Linked DNA regions of Mus musculus: region 1 is linked to region 2. The links are chromatin contacts, called in public Hi-C maps. All regions are on one chromosome and are shown on one strand. The core of a region is the stretch at or near the end of the contact, and the rest is flanking DNA. Distances in the headings are between cores, read along the strand shown.

Region 1 (3,811 bases), core at 324-2,823, 350 kb after region 2:
TTTTCGTTTCATGATGAAGTTTGGTTCTTACTGTAGTCATTACCATAATCCCGATGGGGAACATTTCTTTCATCTTAGAATAATTCTCTTTGAGTTCTCTCTGGTGATTTTAGATGGCCCCTTTAGGAAAATCACGGCCTACTGAAGCTGTAGATTACATAATGTATCCTTGTGTCTTGTACAACTTCATCCATATCTCACCTCATAGAAACTCATACTCTAAAGGAACTCAGGCACCTCTTCCCCAGTTAATCCACGTTTCCCATATAAATGGTGTAACAATGTGGGTTTTGTTGTTGTTATTGTTCTGTTTGGGTGTTGTTTCTGGCTAGGATCCCATGAATTCTAGTCTGGCCTCAAACTCTGAGGATAAGCTTGCATTTCTGATCCTCCTACCTTTAACCTCCCAACTGCAGGGGTTCTAATCCCATGTTGCCACAGTGTCTGTCGCTGTTTTGTTTTTTCTTTTGTTTGTTTGCTTGTTTTGTGGTCCTGAGGATTAAACTCATGGTTTCATGCAAGCACTCAATCAACAATTATTTTTAAGGATAGTTCTAGTGTATTTCCTACCAGTGAACGCTTACTGGTTTTGGATTTGAATGCTATATTTGAATAGAATGAGATGTCAAACAAGTGATTGAGTGGCTGAATTAATGAATGAGTGAATGAATGAGTGAGTGAGTGAGTGATCGTGTATGTCTATCTCATAGACCAAAGTACAGCCGGAGGTGAAGTAGCTGATCAAAACCACATGCTAACAGGGACCCCAAACCTTTTTGCTATAAATCCTATTTAAAAAACAAAACAAAACTCATAAAATATCAGCATCAAAGAGCACAAGTGGAAACGAGCTACGCATAATTAAATGTTTTTGTTAAATGAATTCACTTTGCAGAGGTTCAGGATAAGTTGGGGCATGTAAAAAGACTCGTCCTTGCTTCCTGTGACTCCCTTAGCATTGAATGGATTCAGCACGAATTTTTGGTGAAGGTCTGGGCAAGGTTCTGCCTATTGGTTTTGCACACTTTGTTTCTGTTCATTGATTTTCTCTTACTGCCGGCTTCTCTGTTGAAAAGGGTGGGCTTACCTCCCCAGTTGTTCCTTCTAATGTCACAGCGGAAGGAAGGGCATCCGAGGACCCTACAGAGTAAGAGACCATTCACTGCTACACATGTGTAGGCACATTATTTTATTTTTCAAGGTTTCATAGGGCAGGAACACGTTTGATGCCCCCCACCCCCTGCCTCCGGGGCTTGGTATCAGAACCGGAATCTGAAGAACTTCATTGAGAATTACATTATTGGGTCTGCATTTTACTCTGGTTACCACATTGTTGCAAAGAAAAACCAATTCAAAGAACCCTCCCAAGGGAATCCGTTGTTCTGTGTTTTCTGTGTCTCCTGACCATCCTCTGATCTTACTCACATATGCATGCATGCATCCTTGCTCCTTCCTGCCTTGCTTTCTCTTTCCATTTACCTTTCTGAGGAGGCTCTCTCCCTTCCTCCTTCCCTCCCTCCGGCTTCAGCTCTTTCTTACTCCTTCCCCCAGCTGCTTAACTACAGCTCCCACTGGAACCTACACAATCAAAAACAGCTCTCCTCCAGCAGCCTCCAGCAGCGCATCACCTGGAGCAGAGCGAGTCGCTCGCTCCCCGCTCAGCCCGGGAGCAGCTCGGTAGCTGGGGGCGGGGACGGTACCCTGCTCTCGCCTGAGCGCCCGCCAGAGCATCTCTGGATAGATTTGCTGTATCCCGCCATCCGGCCCCGGGGTCCTGTTGTGGTGATGCTTACGTTTCAAAGCAATGATGGAAAGAGAAAAGCCATTGCCAGTGGCCTCTGAAAGTGGGGCGAGTTACTGCAGTCGCTGCCGCAGCAGGATGAGCGAGTGAAAAACTGAGCCCCGTTAGCCTCTCCATCCCGTTCGGTCTTCATTCACCGTCTCCAGGAAGGCGGATCGGGATACAGATGCAGTAAACCAAGCCGGTGCCACCCTGGATCTATAACTGTGAAGTCCCTTCTGTGGAAGATGGTAAACAAAGACATGAATGGATTCCCGGTCAAGAAATGCTCAGCGTTCCAATTTTTTAAGAAACGGGTAAGCCCAGGTTGTGGTTGTTGCTTTTGTTTTCTACGCTGCTTCTCTCAAATGCTTTTGGAGGCTTGCCTAGGGTAAGCCTCGGGTTTTGTTACTGAGCCCTTCGTGAAAGCAGAGCTTCTGGTGTCAGTGGTCAAGGTGAGCGCTGGCCCTGCTGAGATTCATATTTGTTGGGGGGTGGGTAGGGGAGATGTTGATGGAAAGGGGGGGCTCAGAGGAGTTGCATTGGAAGAAGGGGGTTGGGCCGAGATGCCTTCAAATGGGTTTAAGATGGGAACTGAGATTTCTCAATCAAAGCCATGCCCAGGATTACAAGGCAGTTTCAAAGACAGCTGGCCCGAGTGCAGTTAATAAGAAGCAATTTAGTCTGGGCTAATTAAGTAGCTCTCTCGCTCTTATCTTTGAAGGGTTCAACTTTGCCACACCTTCCCTCCGTCTCAAGGGCTGCTGCATTTTCGTCTTCAATTGTTAGAAGCAGCTTTGGCTCCTCAAATCCATTCTGCCACTATCTCTATCTTTGGGGTAAACAGGAAAGGACCAGAGTGACCTTTGACAGAAATGATGGACTCCCAACATCTCAAACCCTCTATTTCAAGTTGCCTCAATTTTGCCTAGCACACGTGCCCTTACCAAAAGAATAAGGGATAGCCTGTTTTATAGCCCAAACTATGATTGGGGGGGGGGGCGTGCGGGGAGGGTTCTGCTGCTATGTACATTTGCTGTATACATTTGTTTAAATTCCTTTCATTCATAATGTTAGTAATGTCATAGGGCTGTAAATGAATAGACCTTTCTCTGTTTCACAGATAAACTCAGTTCATTGCAATGGCCACACTGGAGGTCTGTGGCTCTGCAAATTTATACATGAGTGGGGACTCAGAAATGAGTGGTTGTTGGAAGACTGATCATTGACATCCTTATGGGGAGTGTCTCTTAAGCAATAGGAGGCTCCTGTAGCCCCAGTTGTGCCGTCCTATTTAGTGCCCGGGGCGGTCCTATCCAGCTGCTTCCTTCCATTCATTCACCCTTCCCTTCATTCAGGCCGCGTCTGTGTGTGCCGAAAAGGCAACAGAACGTAATGAATTACAGGCTGGGCTGGACGGCCTCCTAGCACTGAAGGGTCAAGCTGGAAAGGCAGGTCTGCAAACCAGCAGTCTGCAAGCGCCAGCAGGAGCTCTCTCACATCCTGGCTTAGAGATCCCCAAATCTATGGCCAAATGCAAACGATACGCACTAAATCTGAGTAACGCTAACTCCTGCAGCCAGTGTCAGTTGAGAGGTCTTTCCCCAGTAGAGTCTGCAAGTCAGCCCAGCTTCTTGGTCCTCCCGCACTACTAAGGTCTCCCCTGTAGTCAAAAGATACTTTTCCAAGGGAAGCACCCTTTTATTTAGTCCTTAAATTCTTTACTTCCTTCTAACTAACTAGCCAAAGTTTGCTGTTTTTTTTTTTTTTTTTTTTTTTTTTCTCTAGCTACATTGACCAAGCTGTCTTGAATGCCTGGGCTGAAATGATCCTCCTGCCTCAGTTTCTTGTGTATTGGAACTATAGGTTTAGGCTTATGAGCTTATGCCTATCTTAACTAATTTATTTGGTGCTATTAAGGGTATTTTGTTTTACAGTGCTGGGCCTCAAGCATGCAAGTCACCCCTCCCCCACAAGCCCCATCCCCAAACAGTGAACTACGTTCACAGTCCCTGGGGAGTTTAGAACCCT
Region 2 (3,933 bases), core at 457-2,956:
TTTGAAGTCCAAACACCTTCACTCAACTTTCTCTTCCTTAAGTTTCCCTGTCCACCTGTCCATCTGTGGTGCCGCAAAATCCTTCTCAGGTTCATTTTCCATTCTCTGTATTTATTGTCTTCAAAATCCTTTGAACTTTCGCTAATCAGTGTCTGGGGCCAAGCATCTGCAGGGGCAGCCGAGGTCTTACTACACAGGCAGAGTTCAGACTCCTGTCCTGACCTGAGAATCCACGTTGAGTAACCCACAGTGGGAAATCCACCCTCCATGAATCGCCCTGCACGTTTAAATCTGAGAAGCGCTGCTCCCAAAGATGGTCACCAAGAGACTTTCCTTTGCCTTTTCTCTTAGAGGTGTGTGTCTGTACCAAACTTTGTCATTTGTGTCCATATGTCTGTCATAGTGACCTTTGAATACCAGGCATCTGCTTAACTATTTGCATATCTCAAAATAAATAATTCTCATCTGTTTGCCCAAACACCCAGGGGAGGGGGAGCCAAAGGCTACCCTTGACTCTTCCTTGTGTCGGTGGCAGAATGAGCTCATACAGTAACATTAGCCAGAGTGCTGTGGGCAAAAATGAAATAAAATGTTCTTAATTTGATCATAAGTCAATTTTTCCTCTCTGCCACGCAGATTAAGGGGGGAAACCCTGTTGAGGTCAGCCGTCAAACCTGGTTTGCTGTGGCTTCCTGAGTGAGCAAGAGAAGATGAAATGTTTCCACTGGAAAACACTCACGAGCTTGGCATAGCTTAGCTTTTTTGTTCTCAGTGGTTTGAAGTCACAAGAAGAATTGAATTCTAAACAAGTCGGTGAAGAATGGAAGTGTGTGCACATGTGTCCTTTCCTAGTGCCAGAGATGACAGGAATGTATACATTCTAGTTTGCCTTTTGACTATTATTAAAAGAAAGCATCCATAATGCTTTGGAAGGACAGCAGGTTTTTTTTTTTCTCTATCCCTAAGGCGATGTGCTTTCAAAAGCAAACATTTCTGTTTAACTTTCTCTTATAGAGCACTAGTTGTCCCTGAACGACATCTATACTTAATAAGTGTGCTTGTAGTTAGTGGAAATACAAGCCATCAGTACAAGCCGTTGTGATCAGTAGTGTGGAGTCAAGACACTGATGGCTGCCTATTAACATGTGACATCTCCTCTTCCATGGTAGGATCCTGTTTGATTCAATGTGCCTTCTTCTGAGATCATTAGCATGGAGAGCAGTCTTAGAGCTAGGCACATAGGTGAGCATGCCTGCATCCACTGCCCTCCCTTGGTCTCACTCTGAGAGTATCCACACCCAGGTGATCTGGCCTCTGCTGGATAAGCCTCAGCTGCCCACCTCCTAGTTTGGAATTCCTTGGAGAACATGTTGACTCTCCTTGGAACCCCTAGACCCCGGTACCATGACACATGTGTCATGCAAAGCAGGCCATGATCCCAGACCTACCTTTTTTCCACTCTACCCTATGTCCTGGACGTGGTGCCAGGGAGTTAAGTCTACTCTCTTAATATCATCACCTGAGTTGTGGATCCATAGCCATTTACTCGCTGGGCTTGATAAAGAGCCACCTGGAACACACTTTGTATGGGTAAAGTATGTTTGGCACTGCAAATACCTAATTTACTAAGCAACATTTGCTGTGCAGTCTGCATGTGTAAGTGAATGTCTGCCAAGGTACGTGGACAGAGATGAATCAGAAATCAAGAGCCTGGGAATGAAGAATGAATTTGGTTCCTAAATATGGCTGTGACTATGCACAGGAGCAGATTTAGGCATTTAAAGCCTGTAGATGTTTCTTTGACCAAAGCTGGCAATAGCATTATTCTAAGGACATAAACTGTTATTTAGAAGAAAAGTCGACATTCTCATAATGTCCACTCAGAAAAATCAACCACAGCAGCTTCTCTACTTGGGCCTATGAGTTCTCTATCCAAGTAATTTAGAACAGGTTTATAGTAGCAGACATGAATTCAAATCCTCCTGTGACGTAAGGTATCAGCCCCCAAATGTAAACAAGTGGTTATTTCAATAACTCGTTCATCACTATTGTAACAGTAGGCTTAACCTGCCAGTGTGATCAGCAGTGTAGCAATCAGGGTCTGTACCCAAGCAAGACTCCAAATGATGATTTTCTCATAGAAAATCAGGCTGCATAGATAACACTCTCATAACGTAAGGGTTATCCACCAGGGAGGACACTTTTAGCCCAGTTACAGATACATTTTTCTACGTCTTGTGACCAAGGCTTGTGGCCTCTTCAGCAGTTGGGTCTTATCAGCTAGATCTGATGAACAATGGACATCAATGGCCATAGCCTATGTTCTGTGGCCTTGGGAGCCTCTCTGATTAACAACTTGTCAGGAGGTAGCCTAGCCTGGTGCTGGGTTCCTGGATAATTTATAGCTCCTAAAAAACACCTTTTATCAACCCAGCAAGGGCAACCTTCTTTGGTTTTAGTTTTTGATTAGCTTGTCAGCTATCAGATTCCTCTATGGATTCCTTTATGGTGTCTCCCCTCCCAGAGTGCTGCAGGTGTCTTAGCTTCTTCATGGCAACTTTCTCTGTCCTCATTTTTTAAATTCATTTTTCAGTTAGCATTCAAAGTAAAATGGGTCTCTGGGGCATTTCATACACAAATTATGGTACTTTACCCTTTATAACTCCCTTTTCTTAGCACATGTTCATTATATATGATACTAGGCTTCATTATGGCATATACTTCATGGCAGTTTTCAAGAAAGGTGTTGTACAGAGCCCAAATTACATGATTATCTACTCCAGCCTTCTGAACATCCAAGAGCAGGGCACTCCTCTTTGACCTCTGCTCCTGAAGGGGCTTCTACTTTATGTATAGTGAAAATATTGCCAGTGCCTTCTAGATGGAGACCACTGGGAACATCTGCCTCATTGAGTTAGGCCAGTTTATAACTCGCTGCCATGAGGAAGAACAAGAGCCTAAGGACCATGAAGGATATGGAGAAGGGCTGCAGGATTTGGGTTCCCATTAGATTATGTGGGGGAGCACCTAAGGAAGTAGAGATCTACTCTGAATGAGACAGAATAGGATTCATTCCTTGATTGTGGAATGGCAAGTTCATAGAGGCTAATGTGAATGGACAGACAGCAGCAAGACTCATATCAGCCAGGACGGGGGAGACAGAGGTTGGTTCACTTTGTTGCTTGTGGGTTGGGACATTGTTCTGGAATGACCTTATTTTTTAAATTTCATCATGGCCATGAAGATGCCTTGCCTATTGTTGATCTTCCACGAAACTGTTGATAACCTGTAGTAGAATTCCAAAACGAATGTGGGGGTCTGGCCAGCACAGCACTTGTGGGGGTCCGGCCAGCACTCACTCATGGCTGCTTTGCTCTTTGTCAGTATTGAGCTGACTTTCAACATTATGCCTTCCTTGTTTGATATCCTGGGTGGGTGGAAAGCAGCTCAAAAATGCAACCCTCAGGGCGCTGATCTCTGCTGTCCCCTGACTCACACTGAAGACTCGCTATGGTTTCTTTTCAAGACTGTCTTTTGATCTCTAGTGGGGAGTCGCTGTTAACATCAAGGGAGTGTCCTAATTCTTTCCTTTCAAGTGGAGCTCCATGGATGGAGTCAGAACCCAGTTTTTCCCTTTATGCCGAGAAAGCTCTGGAAGCTAGCCATTGGTTTGCCTATCCCATTCTTTCAAAGGTCTAGGCTACAGGGAGAATCAGATGAGGGGGCGATGCTTGCTGCAGTGACACAATTGCAATCCTCTAATCCCAACCATTGCTTTGTGCACACAGCCAGAGTCTCTATTCCCAGCCATTGCTTTGTGCACACAGCCAGAGTCTCTATTCCCTACCATTGCTCTGTGCACACAAGCAGCCTGGCCATTTTCACATTGACTAAAATTGTTCAGAAGGTTTTGACAAAAATTATCGTATACTC

The links. A called contact is a pair of places that touch in the nucleus more often than the background predicts.
Region 1: a Hi-C map of cortical neurons shows a contact between it and region 2. The contact joins the promoter of Sgk1 here to the enhancer-like site in region 2. A contact is called at or near these places in 12 of 39 promoter capture datasets (the 3T3-L1 cell line, the C10 cell line, the HPC-7 cell line and 6 more), 2 of 484 Hi-C or Micro-C datasets (both in cortical neurons), 7 of 115 datasets of contacts at active chromatin or transcription factors (VIP interneurons, cardiomyocytes, craniofacial prominence and 4 more) and 3 of 9 other capture datasets (adipose tissue, liver and macrophages).

The regions. Positions count from the first base shown.
Region 1 is chr10:21,880,611-21,884,421 of GRCm38.p6, forward strand. Sgk1 (serum/glucocorticoid regulated kinase 1) reads left to right here and starts at 1,574. Exons shown (of 14, transcript NM_001161845.2): 1 at 1,574-2,097. The coding sequence starts at 2,029. Gm46215 (a long non-coding RNA gene) reads right to left here and starts at 1,668. Exons shown (of 3, transcript XR_001779732.1): 1 at 1,583-1,668; 2 at 1,088-1,140.
Region 2 is chr10:21,535,140-21,539,072 of GRCm38.p6, forward strand. No RefSeq gene overlaps it. Among named protein-coding and RNA genes, the nearest start is that of Gm33892, 34 kb to the right of the region's middle. Within about 2 kb of position 1,707, at least 7 of the 459 cell types and tissues checked have an H3K27ac peak or open chromatin away from gene starts, as enhancers often do. A contact at or near this core is called in cortical neurons, where this site is marked.